Linked DNA regions of Mus musculus: region 1 is linked to region 2. Evidence: chromatin contacts called from public Hi-C data. All regions are on one chromosome and are shown on one strand. Each heading gives the region's core, a stretch centred on a gene start, on an enhancer-like site or on the middle of the called end of the contact. The rest is flanking DNA. Distances are from core to core; before and after follow the strand shown. Region 1 holds the start of Zcwpw2 (zinc finger, CW type with PWWP domain 2). Region 2 holds the start of Ubp1 (upstream binding protein 1).

The links. A called contact is a pair of places that touch in the nucleus more often than the background predicts.
Region 1: a contact with region 2 is called in a Hi-C map of CD4 T cells, with 4 times the contacts expected there. The contact joins the promoter of Zcwpw2 here to the promoter of Ubp1 in region 2.

The regions. Positions count from the first base shown.
Region 1 is chr9:118,039,305-118,044,019 of GRCm38.p6, reverse strand. Zcwpw2 (zinc finger, CW type with PWWP domain 2) reads left to right here and starts at 3,161. Exons shown (of 9, transcript NM_001378466.1): 1 at 3,161-3,801. Azi2 (5-azacytidine induced gene 2) reads right to left here and starts at 3,498. Exons shown (of 8, transcript NM_013727.4): 1 at 3,062-3,498.
Region 2 is chr9:113,929,708-113,933,870 of GRCm38.p6, reverse strand. Ubp1 (upstream binding protein 1) reads right to left here and starts at 2,559. Exons shown (of 16, transcript NM_001372510.1): 1 at 2,105-2,559. The coding sequence starts at 2,217. It overlaps Gm39439 (a long non-coding RNA gene), which reads left to right and starts at 2,945. Exons shown (of 4, transcript XR_003948257.1): 1 at 2,945-3,144.

The DNA.
Region 1 (4,715 bases), core at 1,912-4,411, 4.1 Mb before region 2:
CTTAAAAAACAACAAATCAGAGATCAACTTGGGATATGAACCTAGATAATTTATCTTCTAAATCTTGGGTTTCTTTTTAAATACATACACACATACTATGGCCTGTGATCTGGCTCTCCCCATATTCCTCACATGCCCACACATCGTGTCCTTTTTCCTCTGGGTAACCCACCACGTGCAGCTGTGTTTCTCATGTGCCTGCCATGCATGTGGACCATCAACTAGCGCACTGGTCATCTCTTCAGTAAGGAATTATTCTCCTGAGTGTCATTATCCACCATCAAGAACTCCTGAGTATGGGGTGAAGCCTGAAGATTATCCACCCCATCCACACTAGGACTTTGTGTTAAGTCTTGTAAGGGAACAACTGCTGCTATGAGATCATGACTGTGATAACCATTGTATCAGAAGGCAGCTTTTTAGAGCACTTCTCTCTTTCCTTCGGCTCTTATATTCTTTTCACCTGTCATGATGTTCTCTGCACCTTGTTGGTGCTGAGAGTAATATAAATGTCGCATTCAGGGATGAGCATTCCATCTCTAATTCTCATCACTGTGACCCAGGATGCATCTCTCCAGTGACTGCTGACCAATGTAAAAGGAAGTTTTTCTGATAAAGTTTTGACCCAGCACTGATCTGCCCATGCCAGTAAGCAGGATTGACCAAAAGAGTTTGGGTTGAGTGGTCTGGGCCTGGGGAGGATTGGGAAGCCCTTACCTGCCTGCACTGGGAGCTTTGCAGATGGGCGTGCCAGTTGGACCTAGTGATGAGGTCAAATCAAGGTTATTTACGAAATACTATGAACGTTGTGACTATAACTGTTCCCAGTGAGAATCTAGACAAAGCACATGTCTGTGGTACAATGGCCTACAATTCAGAAACTCAAATTCTAGTCTATGATTTGTCACCCTGATTATACACTACTTCACTTCAGCTCTTAGGATCTTAATTTTTATACCTATGTATGACAGAGTTGGATTGTATCATTAAGACATCATCTCCTTGAACCGTGTAGGCAAATTTTTAATCCAAATGCAGAACAGGAACCCGAAGAGATAAAAGGAAACTCAAGTTGTGCCAGAAACTGGTAAGTTAAATTCCTTATCTTGACACCAAACTTGGCAAGAAAGTCACCATCAACAGCACAGGTGAGGAAACGGAGGCTTAGAAAAGTGAATGCGTTTGTCTGTAATCACACCTGGGCACTCCCTGAAGTGAGTCTTGTTTACAATTTCCACTGGCTTTCTATCTCTGAAAAGCCAGGATATCCAAGAACCTACTTCATACGGGTCAGTTAAGAAACAGTGGAGAAAAAAAGAACAAATCTTACGGAGAACGAATAAATTACAAGATATTCCTTTTCTTTTGTCACTTTAAATAATTAGGGGCAGGAATGGCTTTTGCTTCTCTAAGAGGGATTCTGAAGTGCCCCTTTTTAATGACGCCAGCACTTAAACATATGTGCCTTAGTAGCTTAATGCTTTGCAGTTTATTAAGTGTCCAAAAACAATATCAGATATATAATATGAAAAATGGCAGCTTTCATTTTTATGATCCTGACTCACTGAATGCAGTAAGCCCAGAGATTAGTTTTTACGGCCAAGCAATCCAAGGGCAGCCTTCTTTCCACTCCTTATCTAAAATAATGTATTTCAATGCAACTAAACACCTACATAAATGCTGTTAATAATTATTTCCTGACAATAAAACAACTTCAATTCAGAATGTGGCATTAAAGTTATATTCATCCTATTCAGCTTTTTTTAAAAATCATATTATTTCCCTCAGTAAGCATGGCATGCTCTGGTACCATTACCGAAGCACTTCTGCTAGAGGCACTTATATGCTAGAAACTGTGCTCCCCCCCCCCCCCCTTTTTTTTTTCTTGAAGATGTCTCACTTTGTAGCACTGGCTAGACTGCAACTCAAGACTCCCCAGTGCTGGGATTATTAAAAAAGCATGTGCTACCACCCCCTGACTTGTTCTTAAGAATTCATTAAATCAATGTAAAAAAGCACTAAGATGGGTAAGCACTCTTCAATTTACAGATGAAGTAATTAAACATACAAATTAAGTTGTCAACTTCAGAGCCAGCCTAGCTCTTAGAAATTATAACTGGGTGCCTTGGAGGGTAAGCAAGCCCTGGACTTCAGAAAAGGGGGAAGGAGAAAGTCAGAGTAAGCAGCCTTCTCCTCAAGAGAGGAAGTGGAAAACTCGATGCTTACACATCTGGGCTATCCATCTAATCCACTGGCATTCCCACGACAGCAAGCTGCCTTTTAGACATCAATGAATCTCTCGCATTTACATGAAAACGTCCATTTACAAACCTAGAGCATTCAACACTCTGTAGCCATTCAGCGAATAATTCCAATTGTTTTCCATTTAAGACGATGGAGTGATCACTACAGACAGGGTAAGGAGAACATTTTTTGAGAACTAGAAATGAAACTGTTTTAAGATTTTGTTCAATCCAACTTAAAATTCAAACGGGGGTGGGGTGGCTCTTCTGTACTTAAGGATTAGAGGTCAATTTCAGTCTCAGTATGTCAATGTTTTTGATCATCACATGGTATTTCTGATTTCTAGTAGCTTCCATGGGTATTTTATCTCTCTTTCTGAGTATTCCGAGTTCCTTGCGAGGAGGACCACTGTTAGCCTGCCTTGCAACCCAGCCGGAAAACGGGACTGAAACATGCAAGTTAGACTGATGGTCACTCCCAGACGCCACCGGCACTACCCACGTCCCTCTTTCCCTCTCCGATATAAATGCCACCCCAGTGCAGGAAATAAAACTGAAAGCGTTCCCAGCGAGTCAAGAGCACGGACCGAACTTGAGCAATCCCCGAGCGGGAAGGCAAAAAAAAAAAAAAAAAAAAAAAAAAAAAGCCCGTGGAAGCGGGGCTGTGGGATGGCAGGGACCAGGGATGCTAGACTGGGCCGCTCTGAACAGCAGAAGGGCGCCGGGGACAGAAAGCGAAGTGCGTCTGGCCAGGCGACAGCCACCAGGCCCCTCCTGGCTGTCTCCACCGTCCGGGCGAGCGCGAGCGATCCACTCACCCTGAACCCTGGCTACGTAGGGCGGTCCCCAAGGCCACCGGGTTTCGCTTCCCCAGTGTTTGGAAGCCGGCTGAAAACAAACCGGGTCGCCAGGGGTCACCACGGGCTTCCGGTTTCCTCGAAGACGCCACCGCTTCCCCCGTCAAGGTGGCCGTCACAGGTGCACCGAGGGAGTCCCATGTCTTCCGCCGCGGCTCCCGCAGTCAGGGGCCCTGGAGGTCACAGAGGAACCGAGCAGGGGCGGCCCGGGGCCGCCGGAACAGGCCCGTTACCCAGCAGCACGCGCGTCAACTCCGGGGTCGCCGGCGCCCGCTGCCCCGCTCAGGGGCGGCGAGGCCTAGAGGGTTCTAGAAGGGTCTACGAACGCCCCGCCGCCCACAAAGGTGTCGCCGCTGCGCACAGGCTGGGTGCCAGCGCAGCGCGACGAAACCGGAAGCCGGACCTGAAGACTATATAGGGTGCCGCTAAGTGGCGCTCTAGCGGGGCGGGGCGTACTACAGGTCCCATGAGCCTCTGCGGTAGGGCAGAGGCGCACTACGAGTCCCGTGAGCCTCCGCGGCGGGGCGTACGTACTACCAGTCCCAGTGGTCCCCGCGGCGGGTGAGGTGTCGCGCCCAGCCGCGGGGAGGCGGAGTGGAGCTGAGACAGCGTCGCAGGCTGGCTGCTGTTGGGCTGAGGCGCGCGTTCAGGGCGCCCTCTAGCGCGTCCTTTCCACTCAGCGGCAACTGGGATTCCGTGAGGTGGGTCCGTGCTGCTCAGCTCAGAGGCGCCTGTCACCGTGGTGCTAACCCGAGAGCTGATGCGTGTCTGGGGCCCCTGGAATCCACGCAGGCCCCGTGTTTCGGGTCGCGTGGCGGTCTCCTTGGGTATCTTTTGAAGCAAGGTCGCTCACTGACTTCATGGGGGTTCCGGGATGCTCTTCTGTGTAGCAGGAGAAAAGGAGCCCATGGCCAACTCTTGACTTGTTCTGGCTCTTAGAGTTGTCTCCTCTCTCGGTTATTTCTAGGTGATAATCCTCCGGGTTTGTTTGTTTGTTTGTTTGTTTGTTTTTTGAGGCAGAGTCTTATGCATCCCAGAATGGCCACAAACACACTTGTTTCCACCACCGGGTGAAGAATTTTAGTCATCTATAATTCTCTCTGTCTGTAGTTTGTTAAATCTTCATATTTTTGTACGTTTGTTTTTTAATTTTAAATTTGCGGCAGGGCCTCAAGTAGCCCAGGCTACCCTCAAAGTCTTGAATTTTTTTTTCTCTGACCTCCTGCTTCTGACTCCAAGGTTTTGGGTTTATACATTACCAAGCAATGCGGTGCTGGAGGTTGAACCCGAAGCCTTGTGCATGCTAGAACATTGAACTGTATGGTGAGGCATAGACAAATTAATTGCAATCTTAGGGGGTCACAGACAGAAAAAGGAGCACAAGTTCTAGATTATTTCTGGTTAAGTAATGTGAGAGTCATAGTTATAGTTAATATTTATTTATTGACAACTAAGAACGCTCATGTTTCTTGGCACTATATTATTTTGTCAACTGAAAACTTAAATTCTGTCAGTGTTCTGTGGAAGGTTTTTGAGTATATAGTTTTTGCCTATGGGTAGATAATTTTTTCACTGGAGTATATTTGGTTTTGAACAATCAAAAAATATGGACCTT
Region 2 (4,163 bases), core at 1,310-3,809:
TGTGGTAAGAGGACAACTTGCAGAAGTCAGTCCTCTTTCTACCATGTGTTCCTGGGGCTAGAACTCATGTTGGCAAGATGTCAGCATATGACTTTACCTGCTGAGCCATCTCTGCAGCCCACCAAACCAAAACTTTATCCAGATTTCTCCAAGAAGCTCAAGTATACTTCCTGATCTGTATGTGTCTATATGACGGTCAAAATATGTACCCAGGTTTGACTCAAACTCAGGTCACCTTACTGCCTCAGCCTTCCAAGTGCTGAAATTACAGATGTGAGCTCCACATCAGGCTTACTTCTTGAGCTTCACAGGTGAGAACAAATAACAAAAAGATAAGTTTGCTTCCTAATACCTTCTCAGAAGCAGCAGTCTGCTCTGGGGGACAGGGTTACGGGGGAGGCCTGCAGAAGCGAAGCCTCATGCCCCTAGGAGGGTCTACTTGTCAGTTCAATTTCACAGTAGTTTATACTTGAAATTTTCAAATCAAAGGTCTTGAAAGGCACAAGAGGCAAACTCCTCTTGATTTCTCATGACCCAATTAATTTATAAACAAATAAACAAGTCCCCTCAAAAACTGACACTTTCTGAGACTCTAGAAATTTTATATGAAAGGACATAGCCAAAAACACTGAAAAGGTTTTCCTGAGTGGAGTATCATAGATGAGAACCACAAAGATGCCAGCATGCCTTAAAGATTATTATTAAGAGAAGGCTGCCACCAAGAATTGACTTCCTTTTCAGAGAAATAACCCCCCAAACACAAGTTAGCCAAGCACAAGTTCACAGAAGATCCTAGAAAAAAGCCAAGTTCTAAAACCTACCAATAAGCAAGCTGTTCAGCAGCCCCATCTGACTGAGAACTTGAAGCAAGGAGACCAGGCTGGGCTCCGCTCCTGTGCTCTCCAGTGGACAAGGACACGCACTAAAGGAAGACTTCCAGAAGAGCCTACTCTCCAGTCCTCTCTAGATGATCCCTAGACTTTCGGTAGCTCAATTTCCTCAACAACCAAGAGTTGGTCTAGCAAACAATCCGCCTCATCCGAAGCCCTCAAGTTACACAACTGAGAGAAAGAAGGTGCCAAGTTTAGGGAGGCAAGCAAAGACCAAGTCAGGGTCAGATGCATGCGAGCGGCTTAATTCTTAGTTTAGTATGTTTTCCACCGCTTCTTTCCACGGGCCAAGAAACCTCCCGACCCGCCAGAGTCAAGGCTAATTGCTTCAGGGATGAGGCTGGACTTGTGCAGACCAGCTCTGACCCAGGGCATTTCTCTTAGGGTATTAACAATGCTTCTGACCTCCCCTGGGCGGCAGGAAAGGTAGGAGAGCCCCAGGGAGCCCACATCGCACACTTTACACAACCAACCATACTGCTGAAAACTAAGTACTACACTTAATTCACACGTTTCAAAAACCACTCCGTTTTTTACCTCCTTGGGTAAACCATACCCTACACAAGCCATATTCCAACATCGAAACAAAGGGCTGCCGAGCCACCAAGAACTCTTCAACTCTTTCGGGATAAGTAAGGGGCAGACACACTTGGCTCCTATCTGTTTCCGCCTCTCCCAATTACACAAAAAGGAACAGCTGCTGGTGCAGACAGCAGTGACTAAACTATTGTGTGTGGCACAATCTTAAAGCCCTCTGCAAAAGGAAACAGCCTGAGGGGAGTCACTTTGAGAATGAAGAAACCTAGCAAGGGCCCAACTTCACTCTCAATCAGGAGACTATACAAGCAAGTCACTGCGCTCGCCAACCCTCAGGGCTACTTTCACTCACAATATAACTTACTATCAGAATGTCAAGCGGCTGAAAGTCGCAGGCCACGCTACCAGGCACCGTAGGAAAAGCTACAGTTTTCCCATTAGAAACAGTGCCTTTTGTACAGCCTACTCCAGCTAAAAGGACTCGTAAATCACTTGGAAAGAAAGTCCCTGCCCCTCTGACCCAATCTCAACGGCTAGCGCGGCTTCCCCAGGCAGAAGCGACGGGGTCCTCCGCCGCTAGCCGCCCCCGTCGGCCTCCCAGGCCACGGCGCCACGCGGCAGGACCCCGACCCCGCGGCCCAGGCCCCGCCCGGCGGAGGCAGCCGCGCGCCCCTTACCTCATGCTGTAGGCGCCGGCGCCCAGCTCCTGCCCGATGCCGGACAGGCTGGAGTCGAAGTCGTGCACCAGCCCGGACTCGATCACCTCGTCCATACTGAGCACCCAGGCCATCTTCCGGCCTCGCCGCCGCCCCGCGCAGCGCGGCCTCCGGGTCCGGGGCGAAGGCGCCCGAGCTCCGCGGGCGCGTCCTGAGGGAGGACGCGGGTGAAGCCTCCGGCGGCGCGGCGAGTGGTCACCTGCGGCGGCGCGGGACGCGGCTGAGACGAGAGCGGCCGAGGCCCAGCTGTCAGGGCACAGCGTGCGGGCCAGCAGCTGCGGCGGGAGCGACCGGGCCGCGAGCCGCGCCGCCCTCCCGCGGCCGCCGGCCCCGCGCCTCATGCCGCCGCCCGCCCCCGGCGCCGCTCCCGCGGCCGCCGCCCGCCCCGCCCCACAGCCCCAGCGCGCATCCCCCCGGCACGCCCGTCACCCGCTCCCGGGCCGCGCCCCCCCCCCCCCAGCCCTCTGCCCGCCCGCCCAGGCTCCAGCGCCCCTTCGCCCCGGCCAACCCCGCCGCCGCCGCTCCGCCGGCCCGGACGCAGCTTCGATGCGGCTCCGGCTTGGGCTCGCTCGCCGCTTCCGCCTCCTCCTCCGGCCCCGCCCCTGCGGCCGCTCCCCTCCCAGGCCCGCCCCTCGCGGCCCCGCGCCTCGCGGCGGCACTAGCGCCTGGGCCGAGCGGCGCTGCCCGGCCCCCGCGGTGTCGCGGCCTGGCGGCGGAAGAGGTGTGACCGGTTACGCTCGGCTGACTGACAGGTCTTCTGGGCAGTCACGGCGAAGCGGCCGGAATGGATTCCCGTGAGCCTCTGCGTTCCCGGCTGAGCCACCAATCAAAACGCTCTTCCCCTCCGGGACTAAATTGACTGCCATAAGTAAGAGCTCATTGGCCCGCACTGGAGGAAGTGGTTCCAGGTCCTACTTCCGTCGGTTCTGGGAAATACCCTTTCGTCGGCTTTTGCCCCCGCTCCAGAGAAAAGCGGGTACATCTCGTCTGATGTAAGCTAGGTCTGTTGTGCAGAAGATCTTGATTGGCAGGAGAATAAGCCAGTCAGCCCTCCCTAAAAGGTCCCCGCCCCTCTCAACTCAACTTTAATCCGGAGGCAGAAGCATGCTGGTCTGAGTTCGAGGTCAGCTTGGTCTACTTGGCGAGCTCCGGCTGAATCAAGGTTATATACAAGGGCTTGTCTCAAAACAAAACAAAGCAAATTTGCAGAGCCCAGAAGATCTGGTGACGCACATAGCACAAGAGTGTGTGACACCCTCGTTATTCCTTAATCATGTGCGCTAACACAAACCATGCAAATTGCTGTGAGAGTTAACGTGAAGAAAACTAGTGTTTTTCTAAAACAAAAGACAACAAACAAACCCGGGAGGTTATGGTTCAGGTAGCACGAAGACAAAACAAACAAACAAACAAACAAACAAACAAAAACCACACACACACACACAGATACCCGCAGCAAAAGACAAAGAATACACTAAGCATAGAGACTTCCTATCTATGCCCAAGTGCTCCCTTTTACTGCTTCATGGAAGTCTGTGTCTGGGTATCCCTAACAAGCTTTGAGAAGAACTGCTCCCTCCAAGCCGGCCCTCGATTATTGCTTTTTTCACATAATATTGTTTCCAAAGGATTCGGATGTGGGTCCAGCAACGTTCATTTGACAGGTTTATTATTAACTGTTGGAAATAACGGGGGAAGGGGGAGTAATTCTCTGATTCTTGGGACAAGTGTAATTGTGCTATCATTTGTCTCTTTAATCAGTTTATGCACTAGAGTACTCACACATATGTAGAAGCACAGCCTCTGAAAGCTAACATTTGCCAACATCTAAGGTCAGGGCCAGGGTGATGGGGTGTGCTCTTTGTCCCAGTGCACTGGAGGACTGGGCAGGGAAGAAATCTCTGTGAGTTTATAGAAGCCTGGTATTCACAGTTGAGCTCTAGGCCAGCCAAGACCCTGCCTTAAAACAGCAAGGACTTTCAGGTTAATTCAGCTCACAGCTCTACTGAAAGACCTGGTG